3 separate regions of the Mus musculus genome follow, and regions 1 and 2 are each linked to region 3. The links are chromatin contacts, called in public HiChIP or PLAC-seq maps. All regions are on one chromosome and are shown on one strand. Each heading gives the region's core, a stretch centred on a gene start, on an enhancer-like site or on the middle of the called end of the contact. The rest is flanking DNA. Distances are from core to core; before and after follow the strand shown.

Region 1 (3,673 bases), core at 762-3,261, 450 kb before region 3:
CACATACTATTGTCTCGCCAGCAAGAACACACGCGTGAGAAACTGGATCCTTCTGCAGCAACTTTATTACACCAGTTTCAACATGAAGAGGAATACCCCAAGCACCAAAAAGGCGCTGCTTATATACACCTTAGTGTGGCGTGTGATTGGCTGCTCTCCCAGAGCCTCATCACCACGCCCCGGGATGGGCAGTGACTTGGCACGAATTTACTCTTGCACCTGCGCACATTACTTGTTTACCAGTTAGGCACAGCGGAGGCTCATGATGGCAATTGCTCACGGCTCTCCACAGAACATGTCAACTGGGAAGTGATTCCTTACACTTCTAAAGGTGAAAATCCCTCAAGTTCTGATGACACTTAGAAACTCAACCATTGGAGATCATATCGCCCTGCTTTGTGGCTCATTCTCTGTGTGGCTCAACAGGTGGACCATCTACCCACAGCCTTCCATCTATCCACTCACACGCAGAACAGCTCTTGGGGACCATTGCAACATGACTTTGAGTCTTAACCTCAAGCCAATAAACCGCACCAGAATTTTTTTTTTTCTTTTTCTTTTTTTGTTTTTCGAGACAGGGTTTCTCTGTATAGCCCTGACTGTCCTGGAACTCACTTTGTAGACCAGGCTGGCCTCGAACTCAGAAATCTGCCTGCCTCTGCCTCCAAAGTGCTGGGATTAAAGGTGGGCGCCACCACTGCCCAGCACATCAGAAATATTTAAAGGAAGCCCATGACTAGCTGAGAAGAATAAGTTGATAGCATTTAAGAATATAGATGGGAAGGGACAGGCTCAGATGCAGAGAAACCTCATGGAAAGCAATTCCCATGGGTCAAGATAAAGACAATGGCCCTTTGAGTTATCGTATCGACAGAGAGATGGACAGGGAGAAAAGTTGTGGAGAGATGACTGAAGCTGAGCCTATACTCAGTTTCACAAGACTGACCTGTTTTGTTGCTGCCTCCTTAATTAGGGCAACGGTCCTAATCAATCACTGACCCTGACCCTGACCCTGCAGGAGATACTCTTGGAGGAGACAGAGATTTGTTGAAGTAAGATTGTTGCTAAAAAACTGGGTGGCGCCGATGTATGCTTTTAATCCCAGCACTCAGGAGGCAAAGGCAGATGGGGCTCTGAATCTGAGGACAGCCTGGTCTACATGATGAGTTATAGGACAGAAAAAAAACTCTCATGAACCTTCCCAAAGATTGTTGGGGAATAAGCTTTGTACTTTTAGGAGATTCTTCCGCATAGCCTAGTTGAGAATGATCATCCCAGTGTGAACTCTCCAGGCTTTGGCTCTGGACTGGAAGAGATCTGACCGTTTACTGTGTAACAACTTCTGTAGCGATGAGAACATTTCATCCTACAGAAAGCCCCTTAAACAGAGAGATTAAAAAAAAAAAAACCTGAAATAGCTTCAAGTCCCTAAAACTGACCAGATACTCTAGGCCCCTCTGGGATAGAGTAAATAATAAAAACTACAAAACAAACAAATAAGCAAACAAAACAATCTAAACAACCAACTGGGAAAAAAAACCCACCATCACCCAAACAAAAACAAAACAAAACAAAAACCCCAAACCAAAACAACAAACAAATAAACAAAACAAACGAACAAAAGCAAAAACTAGAGTTTGACTCTAAAGATTCCCAGACAAACCAAGCTCTGAGACCAGACCAACTAGCTAAAAGAAACCAAAACCAGCCAAGCTGCCTAAAAGAGGTTCAGCTCAACTAAGCTTCTTTTAAAAAGATACTTTCCACCCTGTTAGGCTGCCTGCAGGTTGTGCAGTGTGTTCCAGAGGCTGGGATAGGCTTTGGTGAGACAGCTGTCTTCAAGCCATCCTTCCCCAGTAAGTTAAACCGCATCCACATTACTGTAAGTGGCCTCAATAAAACTCACTGGCTCACCAAGTTGGCCTCTTGTGATATCTGTACTTTGCTCTGTTGTGGACTCCCTATCTGGGGATGTGTACACTTCTTCTCCCCAGGTAAAGTGTGGTTGTGCAACATCATCATTGACATTCAAACGCTGGACAGGAGATTTGCATAGATATGCGGATGAATGGTTGGGTGTAGTGAGCTAATAGATGCTTGGAACAAGTTGTCTCTGCTTAGAACATTTAAGTAAGTTATTTGCCAGACTGGTGTCTTATAATTTTAGATTCTGAGTACAAACTGGGCTGGCCACAGGTGAACCATCTATGTATACTAGGCCATCCATCCTACCCTTTTGTCTTTGTAAACCCTTCCTCCAGTCAGGCTCTCACTCCATTCTTTGCAAGGCTCCCCACCCCCCACCAGACAGCCCATGGATTTCTGCATTGTTAAACCCAAGGTTAATGGTCTGTCTGCATTTCTTTGGTCCATGTGTTGACACAGTGGATCCTTTCTTTTGGCCTTTCACCATCCTCCCTTGGCTTTCTTCCCAGTTCACTGGTTACTTTTCTTTTGTGTTAGTTGCTCACAAACTTCTGATTTCTTAAAATTGAACCCGCCTGGGTTCAGCTCCAGTTCCCCATCGACCTTGTTTCCACCCCCTTTGATGTTCTCATCTAGTCTTATGGGCTGAAATGCTGTGGGCATGCTGACAAGTCCTCAATGTCTGTTCCTGCCTCTCCTGTATCTCTTTGGTGAACTTTGGTGTCTTCTTTCTAATTGCCAGTGTCACATCTCTCAGATACTGAAACAACCCCCAACCTTACTTTTCCACAACAGAATTCCCCTGATCCCAGACAAGATCTGTTTTTCTTAGTCTTCCCCATTTAAATCAACAACAATTCCTTTCATCAAATTACTCAGCCCTGTAAATGAGCTGCCTGTCCTGCATCTTCGCTTTTTATTGCACTCTGCATTTAACCTGTCAATTGATTTCAAATTATATCCTAACTCCTCTGCCTCTCATCCCACAAGCGCTGCAGCCCAGCCTAAGCCACCTTGCACTGTTGTGTGTACTGACGATTGTCTGATTGTCTGGGTATTCCTTCTTTCCCCTTTCCACTTTCTCAACACAGAACACTTGGAGACATGTGCTGCTCGATCCCATCTGATCAACTCTCTAATAGATTCTCATCTCTCAAAGCGAGGAGACCAGTTATCACAGTGACCTCACCCCCTGTCTCATCTGCTACCACCACATCTTCACTTATGCTCTGACACTTGTCACAGACTTGATCCTAAAATGTACCACTCTGAGTATCTTAGTCACTCATGGCTGCTGCATCAAAGTGCCATAGACTGGCTGGCTTCTAAAGACTATTCATTCATTGCTCAAAGTTTTTGAACCTAGGTGACATACAGGCAGGGCTGGCAGCATGATCTGATTCTTGTGGAGAACCGTCTTTCAAGTTGCAGTCAGCCAGTTGCTTCTTGTAGTCTTATATGTACCAAGAGAGCACTCTGATATGCCTTGTAGATGGTCATCAATTCGATCTGTGAGGGCTCTACCCTCATGGCTTAACAGCCCTCCAAAAACTACACATCCTAATAATGGGGTGAGGGTAGGCTTTTTAACATGAGTTTGTAGTGAAAATGTTCATGTTATTGTACTGTGTAGACAAGCATTATCTGTAAGTTGAATCACCACCATTGCTACCACATTTGGGTCTTCTGCTTAGAAATGTATGTATCTTCTGCTTAGACATGCTTCCTATCCAGCCAGGTATGCATC
Region 2 (3,533 bases), core at 715-3,214, 480 kb before region 3:
TTCAAGGATGATACATAGGCTTCAGGTCAAGGGTCAGGATCAGGGGAAGGCAAGCAGTCACATAGTGAACTAAATTTAATGATTCTTTCAGGGTCCCTTTAGTACAGGGTCAGCACATGAGACCCTGTTTCCTTAAATTTTATACCTTAGGCAGCTTGCTTACTTCTCTAGTCTCAGCCCTGTTCAGGGCAGAGTACAGCATTTTTGGCTGGAGTTACAAGTCTGGATACATAGATGGTAGAGTAGGTATTTGCCATTGTTTAGTTTCCCTGTATTGATTTCTTACTTCCCAAGGGGATTCAGTTTTATTTTGGGGGGACTTTCTTACTCTATTGTGTGTCTTGATGGGACATTGTGAAACAGGTTCCTGCCTCTCATAAAAGATCCTGAAATGGTCCCAGAAGAACACTCTTTGGGTACTAGAGCATGATTTGCAATCAAGTGTCGAAAACTAAATGAGACATTTGAAGAAGAAAATGAGCAAAAGCTACCCTGATGGGCGCTCTTGTTATCTAGGTCTCCTTAGTGGCAATATTCCATGCTAATAGAAGTGACAGCACACTGTGCTAGGAGTGTAACAATTTGAAACATGTACCTACTGTAGAAAGTTTTGTTACTGCTCCTGAAATTGTCCTGGGCTGGGGTGAGGACTGACTGGAGACCCAGGGCCAGGTGGGAAGGGACACAGTCTTAGGTAAGACAGACATTGTCAGAATCGGGCCAGAGGCAACAAAGGAAACAGAGCTTTGCTGATCTGTTGAAAACCACTGGGGGAGGTCTCACTGGAAATGAGTCGGAGGCTAACTACGCTGCTATTTTGGGCTCATTCAACGACAGGACCTAAATCAAACAGATGTGCTTTTGCCCTCGTGCAACACTCTAGAAGTTTGTCATATGAAACGTGGCTTCCCTGTCTACTTTCAAGGAAATTATCAACCCATCCTTAGCTAAAGGGAAGAGCAAAAGAAAGCAAGGGGAACAACTTTTTCCTCTCCCCCTCCTTGTCTTCCTCGTCTTCCTCCTCCTCTGCTTCTCTGTTTAGAAAGTGACCCGAGAACGAGACTGTCTTCCCCTACTTTATTTATGTTCCACTGTATGGCCACTGCTAGATTCAAAGAAGGCTGGGAAATTCAGCCCATAGTGTGCATGGAAGACAGGACTCTCCCATTTGGTTCATGTGGAGAAATTTGCTAATTAAAGGAAGAGAGGGAGGATAGATTGATTTATAGGAGTCTAGTGACTAGATTTTGTCAAACCCATTAATTCTCTTTATCTTCCCACTGAAGCAGGAGCCCTTTCTCTTCCCTCTGCCTCCTTATGGTCTTCATGGGCAGTCTGGCTTTAAGGGACGACCCGACATATACACTATGATAACACTTTGTTGCAGCCACTGTTCTAAGTTACTTATGAGCTGAGTAGTTCAATCCACAGGGAAAGTCTTTCCTTTTTCTTTAAATCTCTGGACTTGGGCTGAGGGAGAAGAGGAGAGAGAGAGAGTGATACCTTACACAGATTAGTACAACAGTTGCTATAGCTGTCATTTGAACTCTTTCTGATTTCAAGGTGTTGGTGTTTTCATTCTACCACAGGTAGCCTTCAGGTCCCTGATGGTGTGAGAACTGGCTGGGGCATGGGGTGGGGGTGGGGGTGGAGCAGGGTCAAGAATGATGAGTAATGGGAAGGTAGTGGGGTGAGCACAAGTAATAAGAGGACCAAGTACCCTCTTTCCCCCTCCCGTGTGTGTGTGTGTGTGTGTGTGTGTGTGTGTGTGTGTGTGTGTGTGTGAGTGTGTGTATGGTGTGTTCATAGACACATGAAGGCAGTCAGGAGAAAGACAGATTAAAAGACTATGCTTACAGGCACCTGTTTGCTGATTTATTTCTATGTAGTCTCTGCAGACCCAAGCCTTCCCTGACTTGGAAAGCATGGGGGAGCTGTTTGACAAAACAGCTGAGTCACCCAAGAGTCTGACCTTTAATGTGGAAAACCGTCACCAAGGACAGGGCTGAGGAGTAGCTGCTGGGTAATCAGGAATGGGGGTGGGGGTAGGGGTGGGGGGATAGGGTCCTGGCAGGACAAGGCAGTGGTCAGAGCAGCAGGGTGGGGAGCCAGAGTGCAGGCAAACTGATTTCCAGGAAGGAAATGCTGCCCCACCCACTCCTCCTCAGGCTGAGGCAAGGTTGCCTTGTTGTCTGGTTCCAGAGAAGGACCTCTCACAAGAATTCTATTGTCTGACCTTCAGAAATGAGAATAAAGTTGTTCCTTAAGGGGGACAATGAAGATCACAGCAGCCAAGGACTCGGGCCGGAAGAAGGAAGTCCTTAAATGCTCTAAGAACTTACAACAGGGGTTTGGGACAAGGGTTCAGGGACTACACTTCAGGAAAGGCTGGGCCTGGGAAGAGAGGTAAACTGAAATCTGTCCTGTTGGGTGCCTAGCCCACATCCTCGAAGGCGATGGTTCCTAGCTACAGAACTGGAGTGCCCAGCTCCATGTTCTTGCAGGCTATACTTCCTGCCATAGACCTGGGAGTGCCCAGGCCCCACTTCTAAAGAATGCCCTCTTCTGAGCCCAACAGAGCTGCTCACTCTTTCTAGAATAGAGTCCCACTGTCAGCAACCCAGGTCCTCTCTAGTGTGTCATGTTCCCATCTAGGTCATCCTCCACCTCCATGATCAAGTTCCATTGTTCCGGGAAGCCTTCCTTGATGGAGCAGGGCAGAAACACGTATCCATCTGCTTTATCTTGAGGTCACACTACTTTGTACTTGCACAGGATCATAAATTCTTAGGTGCTCAGTAAATAAATAAGTGCTGATAAATTAAAAGTTCTGAGGATCTTTAACTGCTATTTTTTTGGTAAAAGTTATCACTAAAAATTAAATATGGTCAAGTCATGTATGTTCATGGATGAAATTTACAAGACCTTTTGCTGTGTTCTGATTTTTGTGGTTGTTCTTGCTTCATGAAGTGTGACCACTGAAACTATTTGAACCTCCAGCTAGAAGACGTGGGTAAGGAATTCCCTGTCATCTACCTTTCTGCTTTCCGCTCTCCAGAGTCCCATCTCTAGGCAAGGGGCTATGGGGACAGATGATGGCCTCTTCCTGCAGGAAAACGCCCTGGGTCCACTCCTGAAACTCCTACAGGGATCTCAGAATATTTGCATTTTAAAAGGGTCACGGTTGAGAGGCCAGATGCCTTAGGGGTGGGACTTTTTCTAGAGCAGGAAATCAAGTTTTAAGGGCAAAGGTGCAGAGCTCTCCAGAGCACAAGAACAAAGGGCCAAAGATTCTTCGCTCAGCTTCCTTAGAGAACCCTCATTCAGCTTTGAGTGAAGACCTCTCCTCCTAATCAAAACTTAAGCAATGGGAGACGGGGGTGGGGGTGGAATGTAAATGCATACGGCTAAGAGAAAGAAGCCAATCTGCAATGCTGCGTGCCATGCCATATGTTTCTCACAAGATGACATATGTCTTGGTAGACATACCATAAAGACAGTATGAATGTCGGTGACAGACTGTAGTTGGGTGA
Region 3 (3,197 bases), core at 248-2,747:
ACTGGATGGCAAGCATCCTTCTCCTCATGGCTGATGACAAACATGAAACTCAGAAGGGCAAACAGAAATGTTCAAGATTACACCCTAAATTGAGAGCAGGGGACCCATTTTGAATCCAGGCTCTCACCACACCAGCTTTCCCTCTCCGTGTTACCATCATGGCTGCCTTTATCTTGTCCTGTGGGTACCAGGCACCTGGGTATTTCTATTTCCCAAAGACTCTTCCTTATTCCTTCATTCTCACACTCCCTGAACCTGGATGCTACCAACCACCATTTTCTTGATAATGAAAAAACGCTTCTCTACCCATCCACAGGCCTATTATGTCGTCTTCACTATCTGTAGAGGACCAACTCACATGCCACCTGGTCCATGGTCCTGAGGCACAAGGTTCCTTTTCTTCTCCGCCGCCGAATGGTATTGTTCTGTTTCTTCTCTGTTGGTAAGTGCCTCTGTATTTCACATTGTATGCTTCCCTGCTCCAACCCCGGATACCATCACTGGTCATTGACTTGATTGTATCTATGCCTAGACAGTCTAGTGGTCATAAGACTCCAATGTCCAGAGCTCTGCCTCATCATTGACATTGGCTGAAGAGACATCAGCAAAAAGCAAAATGAGGGGGGATGCTACATACTTCCTATGCCCAGATGCTCTTTATCGATCTGCTAGCCCATGTGTGAAGACCGCCTGGAGGAAGGCCTCTCTGTGTCTCAGATCTCAGGGACATCTCTCTAAAGCACTGCTGTGATTTTGGTCCGCCTCATCCAGTTGGCTCTGATGTCTAACAGGCATTGCAATTGCTTTGGTGAAATCAGTAGTTTGTCAGGCTTGGTTACGGCTATTCTTGGAAAAGATCGGGGTGCGGGGAGTGTGCAGAAACTGGTGTGGTAATAATTTAAGTTTTATCCAAATAAGATGTTTCATGAAATGTGCAGGACTGCTTGAAGTGACACATTTCTGGCATCTGATTGTCCCTGGAAGAGATAAAAGGCAGACGAGAAAAGAGCATACTGTAGGAGCTCTCGCCACCTCGGAACCAAGCCACTTTTGTTTCCAATTTCCAGAGAAAGGGGGTGGGGAAAGAGATTCTCTAAAGGTAAATGAGTGAAATGGCCATTTCTCCCTCCCTCCCCCCCCCCCCCGTGTGTGTGCGCGCACGTGTGCAAGTGCAAGTGTGTGTGTGTGTGTGTGTGTGTGTGTGTGTGTGTGTGAGAGAGAGAGAGAGAGAGAGAGAGAGAGAGAGAGAGAGAGAGAGAGAGAGAAAACATCAGGTATCTGATAATTTCTAGCATGTGCTTTCCAGTCTCTGAATCATTGTCCATCTGTTGGCTCACAAGTCTGTGGAGTAACCAAACTTACAGCAAAGGGGAAAGTGCTTGAAGCTTAAACTCACAGGTGTGATTTAAATTTTGCATTGTCTTTTTAAAGAGCCCTTTTGCATGACAAGTGTTTTCTTTTCCTGACCTCTGCTGCTTCTTTCAAAATGTAAAGGTTGACTCTCTGAAGACAGCTATCCCCCACCACCACTAGGCCATTTGATCCAAAAGAAGTGATCCAAGACCCTAGCAAGATAAAAGCCTTAAACAGAAGAAACATTTCTGGCCCCAGATTTTAGTCTGAGCTTGCTGATGGCCTGCTGGATGGCTATGAGTAAAGTCACTTCAACTGACTTAAATTTCCCAGCCAGAGATGTTGTCATTTCCTCCCTCTGCTCTCATGCTATTTTAACACTAATTTACAATTTAAGTTTTGTCTGTAGAGGAGGTTCTCCTTGGCCATGCTGTATGGAATGGTCTCTCCCAACATTATTCTGTTCTGTTAGACCTTTAACTGAAACTCCCCCACTGTTTTCTCTGTTTATCTCTTTAATTGGTAGTTTCTGACTATCTCTTCAACTAGAATGTCAGCTCCTTCTGAGAGGGACAAAGGACAGCCAGGTCCACACTGTTCAGCAGCCTGTCACCTTGGTGAGATAAGTTCTCATATATATTGGTGGAATGGAAGCTGTTGCCTCCGGGCAATCATGTCTTCTGCTAATACAGAACTTGACTTACTACAAAGGAGGAAGAATACATCTCCACCAATGGCTCACCCCATACCTCAGCCTTGACAGTGAATGAATGTCTATGACTACATGCTTGTCCTTGGTAGCTCCACCGGGAACTGAAGAAGAAAAGCAATTGTCCACCTCGTTAGACAGCCTTTGGATAGTCCTGATAGCTAGATCATTAGTGGCAATGGCATACTCCTCAGAAGTGTAGCATGACCTAATCTATTTCCTATGCCACGGGGAAGAGCTCTCTCTCTCTCTCTCTCTCTCTCTCTCTCTCTCTCTCTCTCTCTCACACACACACACACACACACACACACACACACACACACTTCAGTGGACTGTTATCTTCGACACATCTGTCTACAGAGCACTTCCTGTTGCCCATTTCCTGTCTCCCTGCCACAGGCATCTGGTGAGAGACACCCAGCAGTTATCCCTCCCTAACTTGACTGACTCAGGAAGCCATCCTTGTTCTTACAGTTGTTTAGGTGAACTTGGGTTCTGCTTCACCAATCCAAACATGTTCCTCGGCAAAGCTGAGCTCACAGTCTCAAATCTAGATCCAGGATACAACAACCTCTGCTTTGCAGTGTGGTTTTCCGGGCTTGTTCAGCCATTAATAAACTTGTTATTTTATGTTCTGTTTTTCTGTGGATTTGCATGGCTCCCCAGAGGGAGGAAGCTTAAGGCTGGGAATTCAACCTCCAGTACCTAAGAGTGTTTTGCTTCACAGTATGTGGTTTTAGGCCACCTGTCTTCTCAAAACTTCAGGCTCACTGAATGGTAGGAAAGAGAAACCAAACACAAGGCTCTTCCCCAAAATTTGGAAAACTGCATGCTAGAAACTTGGTGAATAACTCTCACATGAACTTGGTAGGTAGACCCTGTAGATCAAATGACTGGCTCTAAGAGCCTGTGTTTATTAGCTGGCTCTCAAATAAGAATCCATTTCAAATGGGCAGCTACACAAAGACTTAAGTTCAGATCACAGAAAACCATCCCCTCACTCGCTCTACAACCTTAGGCGCTGGCTCTCCCTGAACACTAGTTTCTTTAACTGTATCTATTTGCAGGATTGCCAAACACTTATATGAAGTTTGGGATCCACAAATGTGTAACTAGTAAATATATGATAAATAAA

The links. HiChIP or PLAC-seq counts read pairs in DNA pulled down with a chosen protein or histone mark.
Region 1: an H3K27ac HiChIP or PLAC-seq map of embryonic stem cells shows a contact between it and region 3, with 4 times the contacts expected there. The contact joins two enhancer-like sites. A contact is called at or near these places in 1 of 15 datasets of contacts at CTCF or cohesin (the NIH/3T3 cell line), 2 of 484 Hi-C or Micro-C datasets (both in uterus), 5 of 115 datasets of contacts at active chromatin or transcription factors (embryonic stem cells, fibro-adipogenic progenitors and stem cell-derived neural progenitor cells) and 1 of 9 other capture datasets (embryonic stem cells).
Region 2: a contact with region 3 is called in an H3K27ac HiChIP or PLAC-seq map of embryonic stem cells, with 4 times the contacts expected there. The contact joins two enhancer-like sites. A contact is called at or near these places in 1 of 15 datasets of contacts at CTCF or cohesin (the NIH/3T3 cell line), 2 of 115 datasets of contacts at active chromatin or transcription factors (both in embryonic stem cells) and 1 of 9 other capture datasets (embryonic stem cells).

Annotation. Positions count from the first base shown.
Region 1 is chr4:105,458,205-105,461,877 of GRCm38.p6, forward strand. No RefSeq gene overlaps it. Among named protein-coding and RNA genes, the nearest start is that of Gm40217, 140 kb to the left of the region's middle. Within about 2 kb of position 2,012, at least 15 of the 459 cell types and tissues checked have an H3K27ac peak or open chromatin away from gene starts, as enhancers often do. A contact at or near this core is called in embryonic stem cells, where this site is marked.
Region 2 is chr4:105,421,852-105,425,384 of GRCm38.p6, forward strand. No RefSeq gene overlaps it. Among named protein-coding and RNA genes, the nearest start is that of Gm40217, 100 kb to the left of the region's middle. Within about 2 kb of position 1,965, at least 18 of the 459 cell types and tissues checked have an H3K27ac peak or open chromatin away from gene starts, as enhancers often do. A contact at or near this core is called in embryonic stem cells, where this site is marked.
Region 3 is chr4:105,906,989-105,910,185 of GRCm38.p6, forward strand. No RefSeq gene overlaps it. Among named protein-coding and RNA genes, the nearest start is that of Gm29922, 63 kb to the left of the region's middle. Within about 2 kb of position 1,498, at least 22 of the 459 cell types and tissues checked have an H3K27ac peak or open chromatin away from gene starts, as enhancers often do. A contact at or near this core is called in embryonic stem cells, where this site is marked.